Linked DNA regions of Mus musculus: region 2 is linked to region 1. A link is a contact called in public ChIA-PET data. All regions are on one chromosome and are shown on one strand. The core of a region is the stretch at or near the end of the contact, and the rest is flanking DNA. Distances in the headings are between cores, read along the strand shown.

Region 1 (4,667 bases), core at 634-3,133:
TGTTTGGTGGAGAAATTTTTCAGAATAGCCTAACATTGGGGCTGGGCATGTTTGCTACTGCTTGCTTTTAGCCCCTCTGCAGTGAAAATGGAGAAAATGGAAGAGACTAATGTTAAACCAGTGAGGTTTGAGAGCACCTGAGTGCGTTTAAAGCTGTGAGCAAGGAAGCACTGACAATGTGGAAGTGGAGAGAGAGAGATTAGTGTGTGCACTTCACCCTGGGACAACAGGGAAGGTGCTTTAAAGGAAAGATGCCACTTTTCGAAGCCCACAGAACCTAAGAATGCAAACTCACTTGAGAGATCTTTCCTTGTAAGAAGACAGAACCTTCGGGATGTCACACTTGAACAGGGCTACCGGGGGAAGTGTTTTGTTTTATTTTGTTTTATTTCTGTGTAGACACTCAGAGGCCACTGTGACAGTAGTAAAAGGGGATGAGCTGTGTGAAGCTAGCAGCCAAGCCTAGCATTATCCATTTGGTGTTGATTTTGCAGGTGTGGACTCGATAATCAATGTTTATACTAAGGTTCCTGAGAAAGACAACACCCTAGGGTCAGATGACCTATAAGGTGCCCCTGATGACCTGGGTAAATCTATGGTGTATCTGAGTAGAGTATGAAGTTTTTGTGAAGGCTGAATAGCAGTGGAGACTTCCTGATGAGGGACATGTCAGGGATGTGCTATATCTGCTAAGAGAAGCTGTAGGCAGTAAGTGGAACATGTTATATCTTGTAGCCAACAAAGCCCTAGAAGTCCAATTCCCCAAACCTGTTTTGGCCTAACTAAGCAGTTGTCAACCTGTGGGTCCTGACCCCAACTCTTTCACAGGAATTTCCCAAGACCATCAGAAAACACAGACATTTACATTATGATTCATAACAGTGGCAAAATTACAGTTACAAAGTAGCAAATGAAAATCATGTAATGTGAATCAGCACAACATGAGGAACTGTATTAAAGGGTCACAGCATTAGGAAGCTTGAGAACCATTGACCTAGATGATGCCACCACGAGCCCTAATATAGGTCAAGGAGGTACAAAATTTAATGTTTGTTGTGCTAAGTCTCAGTCTTGGACCGGTCTGATCTTTTCTTGCTATGACTCCATTCCTCACTTCTGGAATGGAAATATCCAAGTGTCATCATATATAAAAGTATGTGGCCGGGCAGTGGTGGCACACGCCTTTGATCCCAGCGCTTGGCAGGCAGAGGCAGATGAATCTCTGAGTTTGAGGCCAGCCTGGTCTACAGAGTGAGTTCCAGGACGCTCAGAATCACACAGAGAAACTTTCTCAGAAAAAAATTAAAAGAAAAAGGACAACGTAATTTGTTGTCATATTTTATAGGAATTCACAGCTCAGAGCTTTCCTAGAATCCAGATAGAGACTTGCCCTTTTGAGCAGTGTTGGGACTGGTAAGACTTTGGGGACTCCTGAAGTTGGACTGAATAATTTGGCACATTGAAAAGGCTAAGAGATTATTAGTGGCCAGAGGAGAACTGTCACGTATTGACCAGGGGCTATTCCCCTCAGGCTGATATTTTTGAATACTTGGTCCCCAGCTACCATACTGTTTAGAGTCCTTTGAGACATGAGGCCCACCTGGTAGCTATCCGATACTATGGCTCCATCAGTCCAGCTCAAGGCTTTCTCCCTTAAGTTGTTTTGGTTCTACATTCTCTCTTTGTTCCACAAACAAACATACTCAAAATCAACCAGGTTGGACTTGATCTCACAGAGTACTGTGTGCATCTGCCTCCTGAGTACTGGGATTAAAGGTGTGAGCTATCAGGTCTGGCAAGAAATGCACTTTTATTTGGTACCATCTGCATAAACATATGTGTGACCAGAAAGGGAACTCCCACACTTTGGTAGGCCTGCTTGTCCCCACTTCCTGCTTCTACACAGAGAGAAAGAGAATTTCTGCTTCTCCCCAGTAAGCCTGCTGACAGAACTGGTTGAAAAATGGAATTGTGGGAGAGCAACAGTAATGGAGACATGGTTAGAAAGCAACAGTAGCTCAAGGAAGAATGAAATCTTTATGCGAAAGAGCAGGGATCTAAGGAAGTGGGCTCACAGATGCTATTTTTATTTTGAGCATTTCAGGGCAACACAGATTGAGTTAATGATGTATAGCTCCAAGGCAACTCAGAAATGGCAGGGCTCAGACTAGCAGAGATGTACTTCTTGTAGACTAGGGAGAGATGCTGAGGCAGGTCTGGGGGGCTGTGCTGAGCCCCTGGCTGCAGATTCAGAGGCAAAACATACCGTGGCAGGGGATTTCTATCCCCCCCCCCCCAGGCAAGTGGCAATTCGCCTGCCTCTTCTTCTTGTCAGTTTCACAGCTTGGAATCTACTGCTCCATTTCAGTGGTTAAGAACCTTTTATATTGGAGTAGCCCCAGAGGTTCAATGACAGACATGAGCCAAATGAGGGTAGGAAACAATTAAAAAGAACCCTGAATTCCGTTTCACCTCTAGTGTTTATGTCTTCCGAGGGAGACATAGAAGTATGCAGGAAATTTCTAAAACCCTTCTGGGGTACTTTGAGATGCTTCCTATTGTAAAGGATTGCTAAAGACCAAAGAATCTGCGCTGCCTGAGGCTTTCTTTTTGAATGACTGGAGAGTTATTTTAATTTTTTTAAAGGCAGTGAAGATCAATCAAGACATTTTGAAATCTCATCTCAAGTTTCTTCTTGACAAACATTTTTTTCAAATGAACTTTTTATGAAATTATTTAATTTTACCCATATTATTTTAGTATGCCAAAACCTGAATCAAAACTACTTTATGAGCCTCAAAAGTCATTTACATGTGTGGATATGGCTGTGTACATTTTCATATGCACCTATAAGACAATTCTATTCTTTGTGTGTAAAGTGTGTGTGTGTGTGTGTGTGTATGTGTGTGTATACATATGAAAAGTATGCATACACAGAATATATGGAGACCAGAGAAGGAATCAGGTGCCCTCCTCCATTGCTCTCTGCCTTATTCCCTTAAGACAGTATCTCTTGCCCCAGATTGAACCTGAATCCCAGTGTTTGGGCCTGGTTGGCTGGCACATAGTTTCATTGGATCCTCCTGTCTCCACTCCACCAATGTTAGAATTATAAGAACAAACGGCCATGCCTGACTTTTATGTGGGTGTGCCGACTCATACTCAGAGCCTCATAGTTACATAGTAAGTATCCTACCCCCTGAGCCTCTCTATCACCCCTCCCCAGCTCAAGTTCAAGAGATGCCAATTATGTCCTATAGACACAGAAAGGCCCAGGCTCTGTCCTCATTCTCTCCTCCCACTGTGTGAGTGATACCATCCCCTCCTGGGGCTTATTTGTCAGTAGTGATTTCCAAAGCTCTGCATAGGATGTGTGATAGAATGTGACACAGACATGAAAGAGTATGGCAGAGGACATGGCGGTGCTGGTCTGAAATGGCGTAAAGATCTAAGAAGAAGAACTCCCAAGTCTCAATTGTTCTTACAAATTGAACAACAAGAGATGTTAATCCATGATTAGCTTCAAAAGGCATTGCTGGGCTGCACTTAGGATGACTAAGAATTTTAAGAGTGAACTGGAGGTGATGGCATCAACTGATATGAAAAAAAAAAAAACAGGAAGAAGAACAAGCAGGCTGCTGAGGGGTAGACACCAAGACGCTGAGGAGGAGATCAAGGAGCATGGAGAAAACCTATATATCAAGCCAAGGGAACTGTTCATGGAGACACAGTAAGTAAGGTGGACTTGGAGCACCCCAGTAAGATCTGAACCAGGGCAATACAGAGCTGAACGCACTGTGATAAGAAAGGAAAGCCATACTGGTGAATGGCATCATTCAGGGTGAGCACGCAGGGTGGGAGGGGAATGGAGACAAAACCCCAGGGAATCGGAGTCCTTACAGCATGAGTGACATAGGAAACAACTAGGAGACATCCAAGAGGGAGGCACTGTCAGCTAGCCAGGGCAGTGCAATAAAGGCTGAAAACCAGCCAGCCAGCTTGTCTCCCACATTGCTGTCTCCTCAGCAAGAACATTTACAGTGTACTAATGACCATGAGACCCAGACTACAGTGACCCAGGGACAGCGAGGACCAGAACGCCATGGCTAAGGGACACTCTTGCAAGGATTATGTATGAATCCAGTGGGTGGAATAGGGTAGATTAAGAACTTAAGAAAGGTTTTCTCTTGTATTTCTTTTTTGCTGTTCTTTGGTTGGTTGCTTTTCTGAGATGAGTACTTTTTTTTTTTTTTTTTTTTTAGGATAAGAAAAGAACCAATTGAGAAGAAAAAAATTGGAATGGAAAAAAATAGATGAAAAATTGAAATAAGATCCTGAAATGAAAAATGGATGGGCTTATCTGTGCACCTGGAAACATCTCTGTAAAAAGAGGGTGCCTCCTTCAGGGGAAAGAGCTGAGGATAAGTGTTTTGAGCATACACCTCTATACACACATGGAATCATTTCTCTTTGCACTTTACAGCAAGTTCCTTAATTCTCAGGAAGAAGAGGAAAAATAGATTTAGATTTATCCCCACTACTAAAATAACAATAGACATGCAAAACTTATTGCCCGTTTTTCTAATTTGCTCTCTGTTTCTGTGATAAAAACACGTCCCAAAAGCAGTTTGGGAGAGAACAGGGTTTATCTGGCTTACAAGCTACCT
Region 2 (4,667 bases), core at 1,269-3,768, 270 kb before region 1:
AAGTATAGAAACAAAAAGGCTTTTTGCTGGCTATAGAGAACAAAGAGCTCCTTTCTGGCTGTATTTTTAGAGATCGGGGAAACAAGCTTGGGGAACATCCAGGGGTTTTACCTTCCAGGGAGAAACACTCTAAGTCGGGGTCCCACACTGCCAGAACAATTTCTTCCTTCCCTATTGCATGATACGCCTCTAGTTTAATGAGGCGGGGAGCACGTGGGAGATAAACGTAAGAAGGAGTGGGAAATATTTATCCGTTTATTTACTTACTATTGAAGTGACAGATCAAAGGCATGTAACAGATGTCTATAAAGTATTCACCCAAACACTACAGTTCACACGCTTGTTTCAGCAGCTCATGGAACTGGTTCCAAAATAGTTCACATATTAAGAAAAAAAAGCCAGCCCCCAATGAATGTATGTGAAAGTGAAATAATACAGTGTGTTTTATCTGGCCACAATGGCATAAAGCCAGCCAGCAGCAGCAAGAGAAATGAAAGTACGCAAACTCGTGGAGACTAAACAGCACACGGGTAAGCGTATGCGCTGTGTGTGGCCTTGGAGCTCCAGGGGCACAGACATTAACTTGGCTTTGCTTTCCCAGAGGGCTGCCTTCGCACACTTCCCCGAGCTCTATGACTTTGCCCTCTCCAATGTGGCAGAAGTAGATGCCCGAGATTCCTTGGTCAAGTTTTTTGGGCCTCTCAGGTAAGACATGGAAAGAACAGCATTGTCTCCTAGGCTTCGCTGTGGGCTTTTCTTTCTTCTCTGGCGCTGCGGGCTGCGGGCTGGCCCTTTGCTAACCTCACCTGGTGCTCATCTCTAGCAGTTTGGGATTCTTGACTCACTTAAACATAATTACCCATCTTTTTCTCAGGAAGTGATGAAAGGATGTTTAATAACTTAAACATTGTTCTTTGAGTAAAACACTAACCTGGCCAAATCTCACTAGCCATAAACAGCATATAACAGAAACCAGTAAAGCTCATGTTTGATGTTAGAGATATGACCTACAAAAATATTGTGCTCTTAAGATAGATCAATAATAATATCTGTTACATATCTACTAGTCTATTTTTGGGGAACAGTAGTAGTTAGTAGCTTATTTGCTTTTTGTTTTACTCTGTACTTCCACAAGCCGTGGCTCTTCAGAGTCTGCGCAGGCTGCGTTGGTGCCCACTGTGCTGCCTTTGGGTGGCTTTCCTATTGAGTTGTCAGTGCATTACACAGTCAATGTCAAAAGCTGTTTCTTTGGCCTGGAAAAAAACAAAAAAGTCGAAAATAGATTAGCAGTTCTGGTGTTCAGAATAGAAAAGAGGGATTTTAGAGAAAGACAAAACATTTGTGTTGTGAAAGAAAAATGTTACTAATAAAAGGAAAAAAGAAGCATAATTTATTCTTTCACATAGCAAATTATATGCAAAATGCATATTTCACATTATGTTATATTCTTTTTAAAAATGTTTCTTTGAGAGTCTGGTGTTGGTAACTTTTTCAGTAGAAACATTTTCTGTTTCGTTAATGTTGTTCTTAAATGAACCTGGCTTTGGATAGTCTGCATGTGGGAGTGAGGAGGGGCTACAGGAGCTGCTGGGCCTCGGCTGGGTCTGCAGTGGTAGCTTCAGTGGTAGAAGGTCCGTGCTATCTGTCAGTGGATTCAGGTACCATGAAAATACTTTAAATATTTTAGCAGAATTCAAAAATTCTAATTCCTGTTTCTCATTTTTGTTGTTGTTGGGGTTTTGTCCATTTGTTTGTTTTGCTGCCTGTGCGGTAGGGATATCTTCACTTTTTAAGATAATCAATAGGAAAACAGGGTTCAAGAGGAAAGGTGAATGACCTGAATAAATCTTCTCCATTCTGCAGTTCAAACACACTCCACCAGGTGGCATCATACCTCTGCCTCTTGCCAACGCTCCCTAAAAATGAAGACACAACTTTTGATAAAGAGTTTCTTCTAGAATTGCTGGTAAACATTAATATTTAACTGTCTTATAACTTCTCCTGTGGCTTTTCCCACATTTCTGAGTCACTCAGTGATATAAACAGTACTGACTGCTAGAGTTCGGGCTCAGTACTTTGCCTCTTGTGTTTGGAACTAATTAAATTAGGGGTTTGGGGGGCCAGGCCTCAGGCTTGGTTTTTCACGTCTGTGGTTTCTTTTCTCACACCTCTCAAACCTTTAAGCTCCGTTACGGCAGGAAGTCGCTGTGGCACTGAGCAGCTTCTGTGTCACCCTGCACTCATGCTCTGGAGATTCAAAGAGACCACAGCTAGACACAGTGCATGTTAATAACCGTGGCCATGTGTTATTTTAAAGGCAGTTATTCAAAAATTCTGTATTCAGTATCAGGTCATAGCCTTGATACTATAAATTCAGTAACTTAGAAATACAGTAAATGATTTCTAAGTGGCTTAAGAATTCTAAGCAATTCTTCAGTCGTCTTTATTTTCTAAACTAGCTTTTTGTTGTGGTTGTGGTTGGGTGTGGTGACTTTTTACTGTTGTTGCTGTGGCTGTTGTCTGGGTTTTGGGGTGGGGCTTGGCTTACCCTGTACATAGCGCACCACTGCACAGTCGTTCAAATCAGGGAATGAATGGGCTTCTCATGCAGTGGGCTTCTCCTGTTGCCAGGAGGGAGCACGGAGACTCTTCACCTGCACCTTGTGGAGCTCTCAGAAGACTTCTTGGACCTATTAAATTACGTGACTGTTAACTAGGTACATTTTATTAATGTGGAGGTAGACATAGCACAGTGGTAGAGACTGCTTACTTACACAATATAGTGACTACTATACCAGCACCGCAGGACGAAAGAATTCAAGGAATTCCATAACTTCTTAAAAACTCTTTAGTATTGTCTTCATTTCACCTTGTTTGGACATGTAGTCCACTGCGTTGTGTCGGGACACCTCCTTTTCATACAACATTTTCTGAAACAGATGACTATTTATGTCAAATATTTAGCCATGTCACTAACTTATGGCTCCTTAAGTGTTGACAGTTTTCACCTTTACAGATAACGCACGCGCACGAGTGTGTGTGTGTGTGCGCGCGCGCGCGTGTGTGTGCGTGTACACCCATATGTGAACATTTAACCAGAACCAGGAACTGGTTATTTCACCATGTGTGCTTATGGCTGCTGGGTTAACCTCCAAAACCAACACTCTGATGAGCCTGCACTGCCTTCGCACCAGCCTTGGTTTTGCTCAGTCTTCCTGCTTTTCCAGCAAAACAAAACAAAACAAAACAAAAGGATTTAAAGTGTTAGTTTTTCTGTTATAAGATTAAGTAGCTTTTCATCTATTTCAGACATTTTCATTGCTGAGCAAAACAAATAAGAACTAACTAACTAAATAGGCATATGTGTCTGTTGATTTTTCTTCATATTGAACCGTATTAGGCATGCCGTTCCGGGCTTTACTTTCCAAGCTTGTTCTTGTACCCGACAGAGAGCATAATTCCTCCCTGTAGGAAGATGATGGTAATATGCTAAATGTGGAGAGCAGAGACAAAGCATTTGTAACAGGTGTTTAAGGCCCAGTGACAGGTGTCTGAGTGTCATTTGGGGAGCGCTTCAGATTAGTTCCAGAATGGAAACTACTTTTTTCTTTGCATGTTTGCTCTGAGCATGTGCCTTAGATGTCTGTCTTTGCCTGTCCTCCTACAAGTCACTTGTCACTGTCTGTAACTGCAAACGCTTCCTAAAAATTCCCTGAGCTCTTTTCTGACAAGAAAATCTCTTTCAAGTCAGGCTGTTGGTACCAATACGAAGTTTTTATGAACAAAAGAAATAGAAACCTTTCCCAGGGATGATTCCCATAGAAAAGCCGTGCGCCATTCTGGCCTTGTTAATTAGAAATCACAGTTTCTGTGTGAGATGCACTGCTGGGAGATCAAGCGTGCATAGATATCATTAATGAGAGGGAGTGCAGCTCAGCCAGGCTCTCATTTACAGTAGAGAAGCCTCAGACCGGGGATTAAGGAGCATTCTCAGATCATGGGAGAGTCTTAGAAGGAACATGAAAACAAAGTCCAGGGTTCATAATTTCTATTTGGGGAATTTGTTAGGTTTTTACATAGATGCTACAGTTCTTAAACTCTTGGCATATGCCAGGGAGTTTGATGCAGTTTTATAGTACTCCTTCTCGTCACCATGGAACCCTGGTTAGAGACCGATACTTCCGCTGTTTTAGTAAAAGGAGACAGATTAAGACGCTTATAGTAACTTCTTATAAATGGAGGAGCTGGGATCCAGCTCGAGTTCATTTGGTTAATACCTTGTTGTTGGGTGTTTTTTTTTTTTATGATTTATGAGGGAAAACAGAAAGGGGAAAAATCAAGTCTTATCAAACTGTCACAGAGACTGAAGCCCAGGAATATCTCACTCCATGCCTAATGGCAGTGAAGACAGGCTCTCTCCTGCTGGCTCTGATTACCCTGGTGTCACTCATGTTCTACTGTAACTCCACTGTTTCCTTCCCTTAGGTGTCTCGCCACGAACGCCGCATCTCTCAAATTCAGCAACTGAATCAGATGCCTTTGTATCCAACTGAGAAAATTATATGGGATGAGAACATCGTCCCTACTGAGTACTATTCTGGGGAAGGTAGGTAAGGGAATACGGAGCTCATGTGTAACGTGTGTGTGTGTGTGTGTGTGTGTGTGTG

Evidence for each region. ChIA-PET counts read pairs in DNA pulled down with a chosen protein or histone mark.
Region 2: a contact with region 1 is called in an RNA polymerase II ChIA-PET map of memory CD8 T cells, with 11 times the contacts expected there. The contact joins two enhancer-like sites. A contact is called at or near these places in 3 of 39 promoter capture datasets (the 3T3-L1 cell line, the C10 cell line and hippocampal neurons), 7 of 15 datasets of contacts at CTCF or cohesin (CD8 T cells, the NIH/3T3 cell line, hippocampal excitatory neurons and 3 more), 141 of 484 Hi-C or Micro-C datasets (the 63-12 cell line, the AML12 cell line, the AtT-20 cell line and 90 more), 14 of 115 datasets of contacts at active chromatin or transcription factors (CD8 T cells, the HPC-7 cell line, PVALB interneurons and 10 more) and 3 of 9 other capture datasets (adipose tissue, liver and pancreatic islet).

The regions. Positions count from the first base shown.
Region 1 is chr2:113,867,532-113,872,198 of GRCm38.p6, reverse strand. No RefSeq gene overlaps it. Among named protein-coding and RNA genes, the nearest start is that of Arhgap11a, 21 kb to the right of the region's middle. Within about 2 kb of position 1,883, at least 8 of the 459 cell types and tissues checked have an H3K27ac peak or open chromatin away from gene starts, as enhancers often do. A contact at or near this core is called in CD8 T cells, the MNK3 cell line, Th1 cells and 2 more, where this site is marked.
Region 2 is chr2:114,142,927-114,147,593 of GRCm38.p6, reverse strand. Aqr (aquarius) reads left to right here. Exons shown (of 35, transcript NM_009702.3): 13 at 602-705; 14 at 1,864-1,966; 15 at 4,486-4,606. Among named protein-coding and RNA genes, the nearest start is that of Mir7002, 5.3 kb to the left of the region's middle. Within about 2 kb of position 2,518, at least 45 of the 459 cell types and tissues checked have an H3K27ac peak or open chromatin away from gene starts, as enhancers often do. A contact at or near this core is called in CD8 T cells, the MNK3 cell line, Th1 cells and 2 more, where this site is marked.